Regions from separate parts of the Mus musculus genome. Here all the other regions are linked to region 3. The links are chromatin contacts, called in public Hi-C maps. All regions are on one chromosome and are shown on one strand. The core of a region is the stretch at or near the end of the contact, and the rest is flanking DNA. Distances in the headings are between cores, read along the strand shown.

Evidence for each region. A called contact is a pair of places that touch in the nucleus more often than the background predicts.
Region 1: a contact with region 3 is called in a Hi-C map of bone marrow-derived macrophages, with 4 times the contacts expected there. The contact joins the enhancer-like site here to the promoter of Ank in region 3. A contact is called at or near these places in 1 of 39 promoter capture datasets (neural stem cells) and 3 of 484 Hi-C or Micro-C datasets (CD4 T cells and bone marrow-derived macrophages).
Region 2: a contact with region 3 is called in a Hi-C map of the N1E-115 cell line, with 2.9 times the contacts expected there. The contact joins the enhancer-like site here to the promoter of Ank in region 3. A contact is called at or near these places in 1 of 484 Hi-C or Micro-C datasets (the N1E-115 cell line) and 1 of 115 datasets of contacts at active chromatin or transcription factors (pancreatic cancer cells).

The regions. Positions count from the first base shown.
Region 1 is chr15:27,722,227-27,725,925 of GRCm38.p6, forward strand. No RefSeq gene overlaps it. Among named protein-coding and RNA genes, the nearest start is that of Otulinl, 43 kb to the left of the region's middle. Within about 2 kb of position 2,290, at least 119 of the 459 cell types and tissues checked have an H3K27ac peak or open chromatin away from gene starts, as enhancers often do. A contact at or near this core is called in bone marrow-derived macrophages, where this site is marked.
Region 2 is chr15:27,786,736-27,790,576 of GRCm38.p6, forward strand. The region is part of intron 34 of Trio (triple functional domain (PTPRF interacting)); the gene reads right to left. Among named protein-coding and RNA genes, the nearest start is that of Otulinl, 110 kb to the left of the region's middle. Within about 2 kb of position 1,681, at least 148 of the 459 cell types and tissues checked have an H3K27ac peak or open chromatin away from gene starts, as enhancers often do. A contact at or near this core is called in the N1E-115 cell line, where this site is marked.
Region 3 is chr15:27,464,908-27,468,816 of GRCm38.p6, forward strand. Ank (progressive ankylosis) reads left to right here and starts at 1,770. Exons shown (of 12, transcript NM_020332.4): 1 at 1,770-2,192. The coding sequence starts at 2,097.

The sequences.
Region 1 (3,699 bases), core at 1,040-3,539, 260 kb after region 3:
ATTTTCTAGTTCCATCCATTTGCCTGCAAATTTCATGATGTAATTTTTTAAAAAAAAAGCTGAGTGATATTCCATTGTGTAAATGTATCACATAGCCATCACCGCTTGGGTGATCAGGAGCCTGAGACTAGATAACTGATACTGGTCTGAGAGAGGAAGGAGAGGGAGAGGGAGAGGGAGAGGGAGAGGGAGAGGGAGAGGGAGAGGGAGAGGGAGAGGGAGAGGGAGAGGGAGAGGGAGAGGGAGAGGGAGAGGGAGAGGGAGAGGGAGAGAGAAGTATAGTGGTAAATGACTCCTAATGACATCTTTCTATACTCATAGCTCAGTGCCTTATTCAGCCATCATCAGAGGAAACTTCCTCCTGCAGCAGATGGGAACAGACACAGAGATCCACAGCCAGACATTATCACTGAGTGGGAGATCTTGGAACACTCAGCCCTAAGTGGGATGTCTCCAGGCAATCCCTCCCCCACCCCCACAGAGCCCAGAGAACCCCATTGGAAGAGGATGAGAAAGCAGTTAAGAACCAGAGGGGATGACCTTTACATCATTGGTGACCCTTACATCCAGAGAACAAGGCTTTCCGAATCAACAGGAGGTAGCCCAGATAAACTCACAGAGACTGAAGCAGCACACGCAGGGCCTGCTCGGGTCTGCACTAGGTCTTCTCTGTGTATATTATGGCTTCCAGTTTAGTGTTTTTTACGGGACTCCTGAGTATGTGAATGAGTGGGTCTCTGATTCTTGTGCCTTCTCTTGGGGCTCTTTTCCTTCTGCTGGTTTTTCTTGTACAACTTTGATGTGTTAGTTTTGTTTTATCTTACTGTATTTTATTTTGCTATATTTTTTGAATGAACAAATGAATGAATGAATGAATGAATGAACGAATGAATAAAAACCTAGCCACTAGGGTAAAAGTTAACAATTGAACTGTAACTTATGCTTGCTGGGAGAGAGAAATCAGTTTTCCTCAATAGAGTGACAGAGAGTATATCAAGTATACCAGGAGAGGAAGGCCTCATGTTCAGGAGTAGTTGAGTAATAGACTCCACAAGTTTTTCTTTTAGGTGTGTGTGTATGTGTGAGTGTGTGTGTGTGTGCATGCAAGTGTGTGTGAGCGAGTATGTGTGCGTGTGCTTTTATTTGGTCACAATTTGATGAGATGAGTTTTGTTTTTGTCTTTGTTTTTGTTTGGGGTGTGTTTTTTTATTCCTTAGCTTGGGGCGGGCGGGGGGGGGTCGTACTGAACTTTTAAGGAAAACTTAAAGATGGGTTGGTAGGGAGGGGAGAGGATCGGGGGAAGGAAAAGAATGTGATTATAATATGTTTAAACTTAAAAATTGTTTTAAATAATAAAAAGAAAATGCTAACATAAAAGAGATAATTAAAACTTGCACGGCGGTGCCCATCCATACCTGCCTTTTTGTGTGGGGGAATCCAAACTTTGGTCCTCACACTTCCACACAGGGACTTTATCCGCTGAGCCATCTCCTTCCTCTCAAGAGGGCTGTTTTGAAGATAGACCTAGAACGTGGAGAGCTGGGGACACAGAGGACAGACAGTGTTGCTGAGGTTTCTGGCTGAAGATGACAGTGAGGGGTTGACATGTGGGTGGAGGAGAGCTGTGAAGTGCACATAGAGTTAATTAGTTATCCAGAAGTCAGGGAACCATGCTGGGGACAGAGCTAGGAGCTGTCAGCGTGGAGCTGGTGTGACAGGCTGGGCGTGGCCTCTTAGGAGTGATTAGCGTCCTAATCTTTAGAACCAATGAACTCTACCGGTTCTGCCTAGGAGGAAGTGATTAAGGATCTTGAGATGGAGGGAATTTCTGGATTATCCAGATGATCCTAAAGGGGATGACCCAAAAAGGGAGGCAGGGGCAGATTCGACTAGATGCAGGCAATGAGAAAATGGGACAAAGAAAGACGTGGAAGTGCTGGCCCTGAGGTTGGAAGGGATCACACATCAAGTCTGCATCAAGAATGCAGAAGGAGCAGAATTCTCCCATTGGACCTCAGAAGACTGACGGGGGAGGGGTGTTCTCAGGCACCTCTCCTCCTGCCTCCAATCCTGACCCTGGATACTGGCCCCTGTGAAAGCACGGATTTTGTGATAGCTTGTATCACTGTCGCACAGAATGGGATACAGTAACTGAGGTGGCTCAAGGGAAACTTGTGGGAAGAGGAGGTGCCTCAGAGAAACCAGGTCAGGCCACAGTTCAGGCAAGTGAGGGTGGGGTCTGCTCACCGCTCCTTTATGCCTCCTGTTTGTCTGCTCAGCCATAAAAACTGAAACAGGAAATCGAGGTCCTCTGACTTCCTGTCTTCTTTGGTGAGCTCTGGCGAAAATCCATTGTGTAGGAGGGTCTTGTACTACAAGATGGTTTCCGTGTTTGAAAAAAACAAAAACCAAAAAACCCCTAGATGCTTTGTATCTTTTCTCTCTTGGTGTAAACAATGAAAAGTCAGGATGGAAATGGGCCCCGTGCATCCTAAGCAGTTCCCCAGCTATCAGCCCAGTGTGTCTCCCGCCCTGCTTCCTACCAGGCATTCTGACACAGTCGTTGCTATTTGAGCTCCTTAACAGGAATAAGTGGAGTCATAAAGAACCGGTGGGTAGACCCCACCGGAGGAAGAGGCTCTCAGCTTTCAATAGCAGTGCAAAGTGTGTTTCCTCTAATGCTGGTGCTGACATCAGCTTGCTATACTCTGTTCTTTTCCTTGAACATTCACAAGAGCCTTTGAATGCCAAACCTGTATCTTGCACTAGGAGGTAGATGAGAGGAGCTTGACAGACCTGAACAGAAGCCCTGAGCTGAGCTGCCAGCAGAGGAGCGACAGACAGAGCAAAAGATAACACTGTAACGCTCCTGAATGGTGAAGAAGAAATGGTATCAGGAGAGATAGCTGAGGAAGCAAATCCTGTCAGATCCAGTCTCCCAAGAGTCCCGCCCTCTATAGCAAACCACAGACCCAATGGTGTGATGCCTGCTTCCTCTCTGGAGGTTCTGCTTCTCTTCAAGGCCCAGCTCAACTGTTGTCTCAGACCTCTGTGAGACAGTCCTTTGTACTGTCTGTTTTAGCAATCATTTAAGTCCGTTGTCTTCTTCTCCCTCCTTCCAGATCCTTTTCAAGATCAGAGGCAACGAGTCCCCATGCATGTGTCCTCACTGTGTACTGTGTGCAGTAATCATGGTGCTCACTGGCCTGTCTAGTCTCTCATTTCCTGTCTGTCATCATTATGCTCTGGGTATTATGAGCAAGTGTTAATGGCTAAGTAGGATTTCTATATGAAATAAGTCTCCAGAAGTTACCAGATAGCAGATGATTGCAGAGCTTAACTTCTGACACTCACCACTGTAGTGCCTACTGTGAAAAGAAAACCAAGCAGGTCACGTGTCTTAGGAAGTAGATGTCATATAACCCTAAAGCTATGAAGCTTCAAGAGCGAGTCTGATCCTAGACTTCAGCGTCTGGGAGGACAGAGTTCACATTCTCTTTCCTTCTCCTGTTGACTCCAACAAACAGCCCTGGGCTTTGTCTGTGAAGAGTGCAGGAAATCTCTGCAAAGTGAGGAGAAGATGCAGAGTACCCAGAGACCTCAGGTCTTCGAGATTTCTTTTTGTGGCATCTGCCCATACTTGGAGCTGAAGTAGCCAGCAGCCTGGAAGTGACAACTGGTGGAGACCAAAGGACCCCA
Region 2 (3,841 bases), core at 431-2,930, 320 kb after region 3:
AGTGTCCCGAATGGGCAGATCAAGGTCACAAGCCTTCCCAAAGTGAGGGCGTCACCTCTCAAGGAGGACCACTCTGGGACAATGTAATTAACACAAATGGGATAAAAACATCCACTGTCACATGCCAGTGACTTAAAATGTCCATGACAGCTTTGTGAACGGAAACTATGAAGAATGCTATAGAAAAACCATGCTTACAGCAGCAAATTCAACACCCACAGACAGGGTCAGGACTTACCTCCTTAAGGGCCCATAAATCAAAGATAGCTCTGCTCTTTCCCCTGACCTCCCAAGGACACCCAGAGGCAAGCAGGACCACTTTGCCCCATTCAGTACCCCCTTTACCTAGGATAAGCCTCCTTCACTGGGAGACCCTCTACCCACAACTGATCCTTCTTCAGTCAAGCTCACAGGGAATGATAAGGGTCCAGTGAGTCTCAGCAGCTCTCGTCCTGACTCCACATCTTGCTGCCTATCTTAAAGGGTGGATGTGGACAGAGTCTGGAGGCAAGTACTGGCAGATATTGAAAGACAACCAGGCCAGGATTGGAATCCTAGGTAGGAAGATAATAGCTTCTGAGAGATCATTTTGTTGGATGCTCAGTGTTGCCAGATGCCTGGGGAGACGAACAGAAAGCCAGCCAACACTGGTGTTGTGCTATAGGGAGAGAGTTATCAGCATCAGGCACATCCAATTCCCTCAACCCAAGTTTCTGTATCATTTCGCTCAAACTCAAGAGACTTTTGTAGGGACCGAGTTTCCCTTATTTTCCCCATCTTATGGGCAAAGCCAGACTGTAGCACACACACTCCTTTAATCCAGGCTGGAGCATCTATCCTCCCTACCCAACTTTATCTTACACGCAGCAGTCCTTAGGAGAATCACAGAACCCAAACACCAGGGATATGACAATGCTCCCCCCCCCACCCCCCAGCTATTATGAAAAACCCCAGAATACATTAAACTTGAAACAGACACAAAACCGGCCGAAGTCAGAGGAAGGCAAATCGTAGCCTTGTAGGTTGTTTATATGCCATTTCAGAGAAAAATAAAAGGCTATCAGCTGCAGTACGAAAACCTTTGGAACACCCCATTGCATCTAATGTCTGAGCACTGCACTGCTCTTGGTCTCGGGTCACATTTCTAGGGTTTCCCAGAACCATCCCCACCCAGCCCCTTTGCAAGGCAGTAGGCACGGAACACAATTCCTATCAGAACATGATACGAATTCTGCTTTGTTTCTGCTTCACAGCATACATCAACCATTTAAGCAGCCAGCTGGAGGGAAGCAGGCAGAGAGAGAGAGGTGCAGAATGAACATCTAAAATAGCTGTGTACCTAGGTCGAGGATCCAGTACTTGCAGGTGCCTGGCTGTCTGCCGCTGCAGTACGCTGAGCCCACAGAAGACAGTGAGTCCAGCGTGTCGACTGGCTTAATTCCGTTCGGCATGATGAGCAGGATCTAACGGTCCAGCACCCGGACTGAACCTCTCCTCAGGCGACAGAGCGAGCTTCTCACTCAGCAGCAAAGGCAGAGGCTGTACAGCCCCGACAGCGGCAGCCCGGGGCCTGGAGTAAGTGCAGCTCTCTGTTCCTCTGTTGGCTTCTGAGCACTACCTAGCAGTTAGGGCTCACATGTGGGAATAGCCAGGCACAGACTACACTCTACCACGCTGACTCTAATTGGAGCTCAAGGAAATTCTTAAGGCACCCTGGGAGCCAGATGTCTCTCTTCTCCTGCACTCTCCAGCGCTGGGTTCCCTTTCTCGGTGAAATGTGAAGTGACAGATGTCCTCCCAGCCCTGGGAGTTCTGGACAGCTTCACTGGCTTGGGCTTTGTGTACATCTGGAGGGAGGTCCTCTCAGAGACCTATAACAAACAGGGCCTCCTGATGAGACTTGATAAAAAGGGATGTAATGCGGTCTGAGAGCCAACTGGTTACATCACTGGGCTGCAATGCTACACTCCACTTATTGAAAACAGCTCCGTTCCTCCTCCCAGGAAGCAGACAGACAGGAGAAAATAAATATCCTTATATGTGATGTGCAACTGCATGTGGTGTGCAAGGCGCATACTAGGCCCTCACTCCTGTCTTCTTGGGAACCTTGGTGTCTTCCCTTGTCTATACAGTCGCACTGCCAGTTCCCTTCCGTCCTCGTCCTGTCTCTCACACACCCCTGGGATCATGTTGGACTCTTGCTCCTGATGGCAAGTGTGTGCTCTTGTGTCTTTTGCTTTGGGGTCACCTGGAATAGTTTCTATGCTCACATCTGGTGTGTAAGATCTTTTGATGTTGTTGTTTTGTTTTCCTATGGCCTTCCTGCATTTATTGTGAAATAAGCTTTAAAAATCCTCCAAGAAAGGAAACATGGAAACAGCGTAGACTTTTGCAAAAAATTACACGACGTAATCCATAGTATGCAAAGAAAACGCGTTCAGAGGCCGGTGATGGAGCACAAGCTGCCACAAACTTGGTGCCTTTTCTATGCTTTTTCACATTTGAATTTTATGGCTAGGATTGGGCATTTATAGACTCAAAATGAGCCTCACATTCTTAAAGAGCAAAAGCAAGACACGAGGTTTGTTTTCCCTGTAATGGTCCTGTGTGTGACAGATCCAGATGGCACACTTACACCAGAGCCAGGGGAGAGGTGGACTCAAACAGCACTCTTTATACAAGGAAAGGAAACTTTATTACCAAATAAATAACCCCATTTGTTGGCAAAATAAGCAGTGAAACTTACAATCTACAGAAATCAACTTAATTGACATTCTAAAGTTTCGTTTACCACCTTTATCACATGGCTTACTTTTTCTTTGTCTGAAAATACCAACTGCCAAAGACAGGCTATTAATTAAAACTAGAGAAAGAGCCAACAGGGCAGTGAATTACCTCATGCGCACTGTAAGTTCTCTGCGAGGGAGGAAGGGGCTGAAGCTTAGAAGTGAGTGTAGTAATTTTGGCTGCAGAGGTATAGGGATTTTCCCAGTAACCTATCTCTCCAAATCCCAAGCTCACATATGCCGGGAAGCAGCACTTCAGCAGGAGGAAAGGCGTACCAGGAGCAGGGGGCAGTCTCACCCCATCCTTCTGGTGTTCTGGAAGCTCAGGGGTGCAGGGGTCCATTTTTAACTGTGCCGTTTACTGTTAAGTGAGCATAAAGCATCCTGGCAGAGGTTCCACTGACCCTGAATCTACTAGACGGACGGGGAAGTGGGACCAGCAGAAATGTGGAGACCACAAACAGAAGGCACAGAAGAACTACGAGAGGTTTACGCTCTAATCAGCAGCTAAAACAAATCAGCAGCTAGAAACAAAACCTGAACTCTAGGGTTTATTATTTCTTCCTGCTTCAAGGACATGAAGGGAAGACCACAGCTCTGTTGTGAGAATTGGAATATATTCAGCTTAGGACTCAGGGCTTGTTAGCAGGGAAAAGAGGAAGAGAGGGAGAGAAGGAAAGAGAGGAAGAGGGACGGAAAGGAGAGGCGGGGAGAGAAGGAGTATGCAGATGTGGGTGACTTGAGACCAGGAGTGTCAGAGGTGGCCATGTGGGGTAAACAGAAAGGAAAATGGAGGCCACTAAGACCTGGGAATAGGCAGGAGTTACAGTGTTGGGTTCCATCTCATTGTCAGTATTCAAGAGCTTGTCTGCAGCTAGACATCCAGCCACGGAGGAAAGACAACGGGCTGCATTCTGGATGACCTGGGACTAGCAATAGGAGTGGGGGGATCACCTTAAAACAGATGTAGGTGGGGTCTGCAAAGAAAGAAAACAGACTAAGTGAGCCGGGCTAAGCAACCATTTCAGGCACTGGGCAGGGAGACAGGGATACTG
Region 3 (3,909 bases), core at 520-3,019:
CGGGTAAATTGGTTTCCTAGTTTTTAGGGGCTTCAACCAGAGTGTGTAAAACTGAAGGGGATAAAAGGCATCAAATATGGAAATATTTAATACTTGCGATGCAGTCGGAAAAATCTGCACCAGAAAGTTAATGTCTCAAGCTCTTATTTATTTACTTATTTATGTATTTAATAAAGGCAAGGTCTCCCTACAAAATCCTAGCAGGCTTGGAACTCATTATGTAGCCAAGATTGGCCTGGAACTTACAGCAATCCTCCTGCCTCTGATTACCTTCAAATATAGTATTAATATGAGCCTTACAGAGATAAAGGGAATGGGTTCATTTCTTAGGACAAAATACTTGAATGTTTTAAGTAATACACAAGTTTAACTCATTATGTTTATTTTAAAAGATGTGTCAAGGCTATACAGAGAAACCCTGTCTCGAAAAACCAAAAAAAAAAAAAAAAAAAAAAGATGCATAGGAAGATACAAGTTGAACAAACCATCTATCTCAACTGCTACAGAATGAAAAGCTAAGGCCCCTTGTTCAGAAATTCATCATTTCAAGAGGGCAAGACCAGGGTTTGAAGAAAACGATGTTTCAGCAGTTAGGAGCACCGACTGCTGCTCTTCCAGAGTCCCGGGTTCCATTCCAGCACTCATATGGTAGCTCACAATGTTCTGGAATCCAGGAGAAGCTCCAATGCCCTCTTCTGGGCTCTGTGGGTGCTGGACAAGCATGTCATGCACAGACAGACATGCAGACAAAAAAAAATATCTGCCCATAGACATAAAATAATAAAATAAATATTAATGAAAAGTATTAAGGCAAAAACAGAGAGCCAAAGCAGGCACAGGACCCTCTACGAGCTAAGCTTTTTTGTGTGACTGTACTCGTCTCTTGGAGGCCAGCCCCGCCCTGCTGTGAATGCTTCAGTCACTGGCTTGGACCCTTTTTTCATACACTATACTGGGACACCGGCTGATGCTGGCTTTGTCAAGCTTTTCAGTTTTAGGTAAAAGTCTCAGCTCAGCAACTGATTTATCATGAAATCACTGGGGACATATTATAACACAGCCGAGCAGATTTTCTTTCCTTTTTTTTTTTTTTAAGCATATTTACCGGTCGACTTTTAAATAAGTAAACGGTTGCACATTACTAGCAAAAGCTGGAGACCGGTATGGAGCATCCCAGAACCCTAGTCCAGGACGGACAGTCAGTCCCTGCCACCCGGTGTATTTTTCCCCAGGGTCTGCAGATCTCTGTCACGAGAGATGCGAGATGCTCGTTTTGGTAAACCATCCTTCTCTCCCACTAATGCAGCCGTATCCCCATCACCCTAAAGCAGCTCCCAGTCCGCCTCAAGGCCGCCCGGACGCCGAGGCCTTTCCAGCTCGGTTGTCCCCGAAGCTCTACTCCTGGTTCCCAACTCTGGAGACGGCGCTCACACGGCCTTGCCGGACGCTCCGGGGACAGCATGGGGCTGTCGGTGTCGGGTCACCCGGAGTCCCCGCCCGCTCGCCCGCCCCGCCTGACTCCCCGCTCCGCGCGCTCGGCTCAGGCGGCGCCCCGGTCCCCCGCGGGCGCGGACGGCAGTGGCCTGTGCGAGCGCAGCGCCCCCCGCGGCCGAGCCGTGCGCAGCGGAGCGGGGAGGCGGCGCCGGGCCGGCCCCCTCCCGGGTCGCCAGCGGTGTCGCGCCTCCGCCCGCCCCTGATTTCCTCCGCGCGGCGCGGCGGCGGCGGCGGAGGCGCCTCGTGCGCGCGGTTATTTATTTATTTCCGGGCCCAGAGCGCTTATAATGGAGCCGCTGTCAGCAGAAGCCTCTGCTGCCGCCGCCGCCGCCGCCGCCGCTGCCGCCGCTGCCGTCCCTGTCCCTCCTCTCTTTCTCCCCGGCAGATCTTTGTTGTGTGGGAGGGCAGCGGGGATGGACTTGAGCTCGCGGCTCTCCTGCTAGAGCAGCAGCGCTTGGAGAGGACGCCGCCGCCGCCGCGAGCAGCCGCCGCCCCAGGCCCCGCCGGCCGCGGCCTCCGTCCCCGCGCTGCGCTCCGCGCGCCTCCCAGCACAGTGCCCTCGCGGCGGCAGATGAGTGTGGGGTCAGCCCACGGCGGGGACTATGGTGAAATTCCCGGCGCTCACGCACTACTGGCCCCTGATCCGGTTCCTGGTGCCCCTCGGCATCACCAACATAGCCATCGACTTCGGGGAGCAGGTAAGCCCGGCCGCGCCCGGTGCGCCTCGCTCGCCCAGCCTCGGCCTTGGATGCCGGGCGCCGGGGGGATGCGGGAGGAGAGGAGTCACCTGCTCCGAACCCCCTTTACCCTGGACCATTTGACGTGGCTTTGCGGCTTGTCGAGGGTGACTTTTGCAGCGCCCCATCCCCTCCCTCCGCAGATATTGGAGACTTTTCCAGCGTTCTTTGGAAAATAGCAAGCGACGGGATGATGGGGAACTTCACCTATAGAAAGGGGTTTAGTGCTCGGGATGAGTATTATGTAATTTGTGATTATGTAAACCTCGGGCCCAGAACTGCATGTAGTTTCTAGTAGCATTTAGTGCTGGCTTTTTACTTGCACAGGGTTTGGTGATGGTAGTGATGGTGGGAGAATTTGCCTTACAATGTCTCCAAGTTGATTTCCCACGTACTTCCAAATTTACATCTTTGCATGTAGCCTAGGTAAGGATTAGGGGTGTCCAGGAGGTACCTTGCCTAGAGGATCACTGATTATATCTACTTTAGGATATCTGTTCTCTCTCTCTCTCTCTCTCTCTCTCTCTCTCTCTCTCTCTCTCTCTGTGTGTGTGTGTGTGTGTGTGTGTGTGTTCTCTCTCCTCTCTTCCTTCCACCCCTTTGGACGAGAGCACATTTCTGGTGCTGCCTTCTCATTCTTTTTTCACGCTATCTCCATGTGGCGTCATTACCAATCTGGTGCTGCAGGCTCTCCCGTGGCGGTGAGGCACTGGTACCCTTTTGCAGGGCTTCCTGGCAGTTGCAGTTACAGCCTAAGGTCCGGGAGAGGGTTTGGGGGTGGGAGCTGGACCTTTTCAAAAGTGTAAGATAGACCTACTTTTGCAAATGTACTATTTTTTCCTTTCAAAGCAGTGGGATAAACCCTCTTTTGTTCATTAAGGGGCTCTGGATGGAGGCGGGAGTGAGGAGTTTCTGACAGTCACTGGGTAGGCAGGTATAGCCCACCTCTGTGTAGGGAAGGATAATTCATACAGGCAGGTGAAGAGTCGATACAGGAGCACAGGAAAACGAGGTATCTGCTTCACATGCGTTGGAGATGATTAAGACATAGAAAATTATTAAAACGTCTCACCAGCTTTTAAGCCTCGGACTTGTCAAGAACAAGAAGACTAGGAATGTCACTTAAGTGTTTCTTGGGTAGGTAGGTTTTGTTTGTGATTATAAACACAAGTTTGCGTTTACACTGAGCCTGTGGCAGAACTTTGAGAGTGGAAATTTAGATTCCCCTGAAAAGTTTGGACACTGCACATGGGTGATGATCACAAAAAGAAATCACACAGCAAGTCTCAGAGCATGTGTGTTATGAGGTGCCCATTAAGAGACCTATAAGTCTATTCTAGTTCCCTAATTCTCTCCATAAACATTATGGACTTCTCTATCATTTTATAGCTGGTTGGGGAGGCGATACAATGGAGTATTCTGGCAATTACAAAACCTGTTTTTCGGCCAGGTGTGGATTTAATCCCAGCACTAGGGAAGCAGAGGCGGGTGAGTCGTGAGTTCAAGGCCAGCCTGGTCTACAGAAAGGGTTCCAGGTCAGCCAGGGCTACACAGTGTGACTCTGTCTCAAAAGCAAACAAACAAAATAAATAAACTTAACACATTTTAAGAATATCTATTTTCACTTTTCACAGAAACTGTTTTTTATTATATATATATACATATATATATACATATA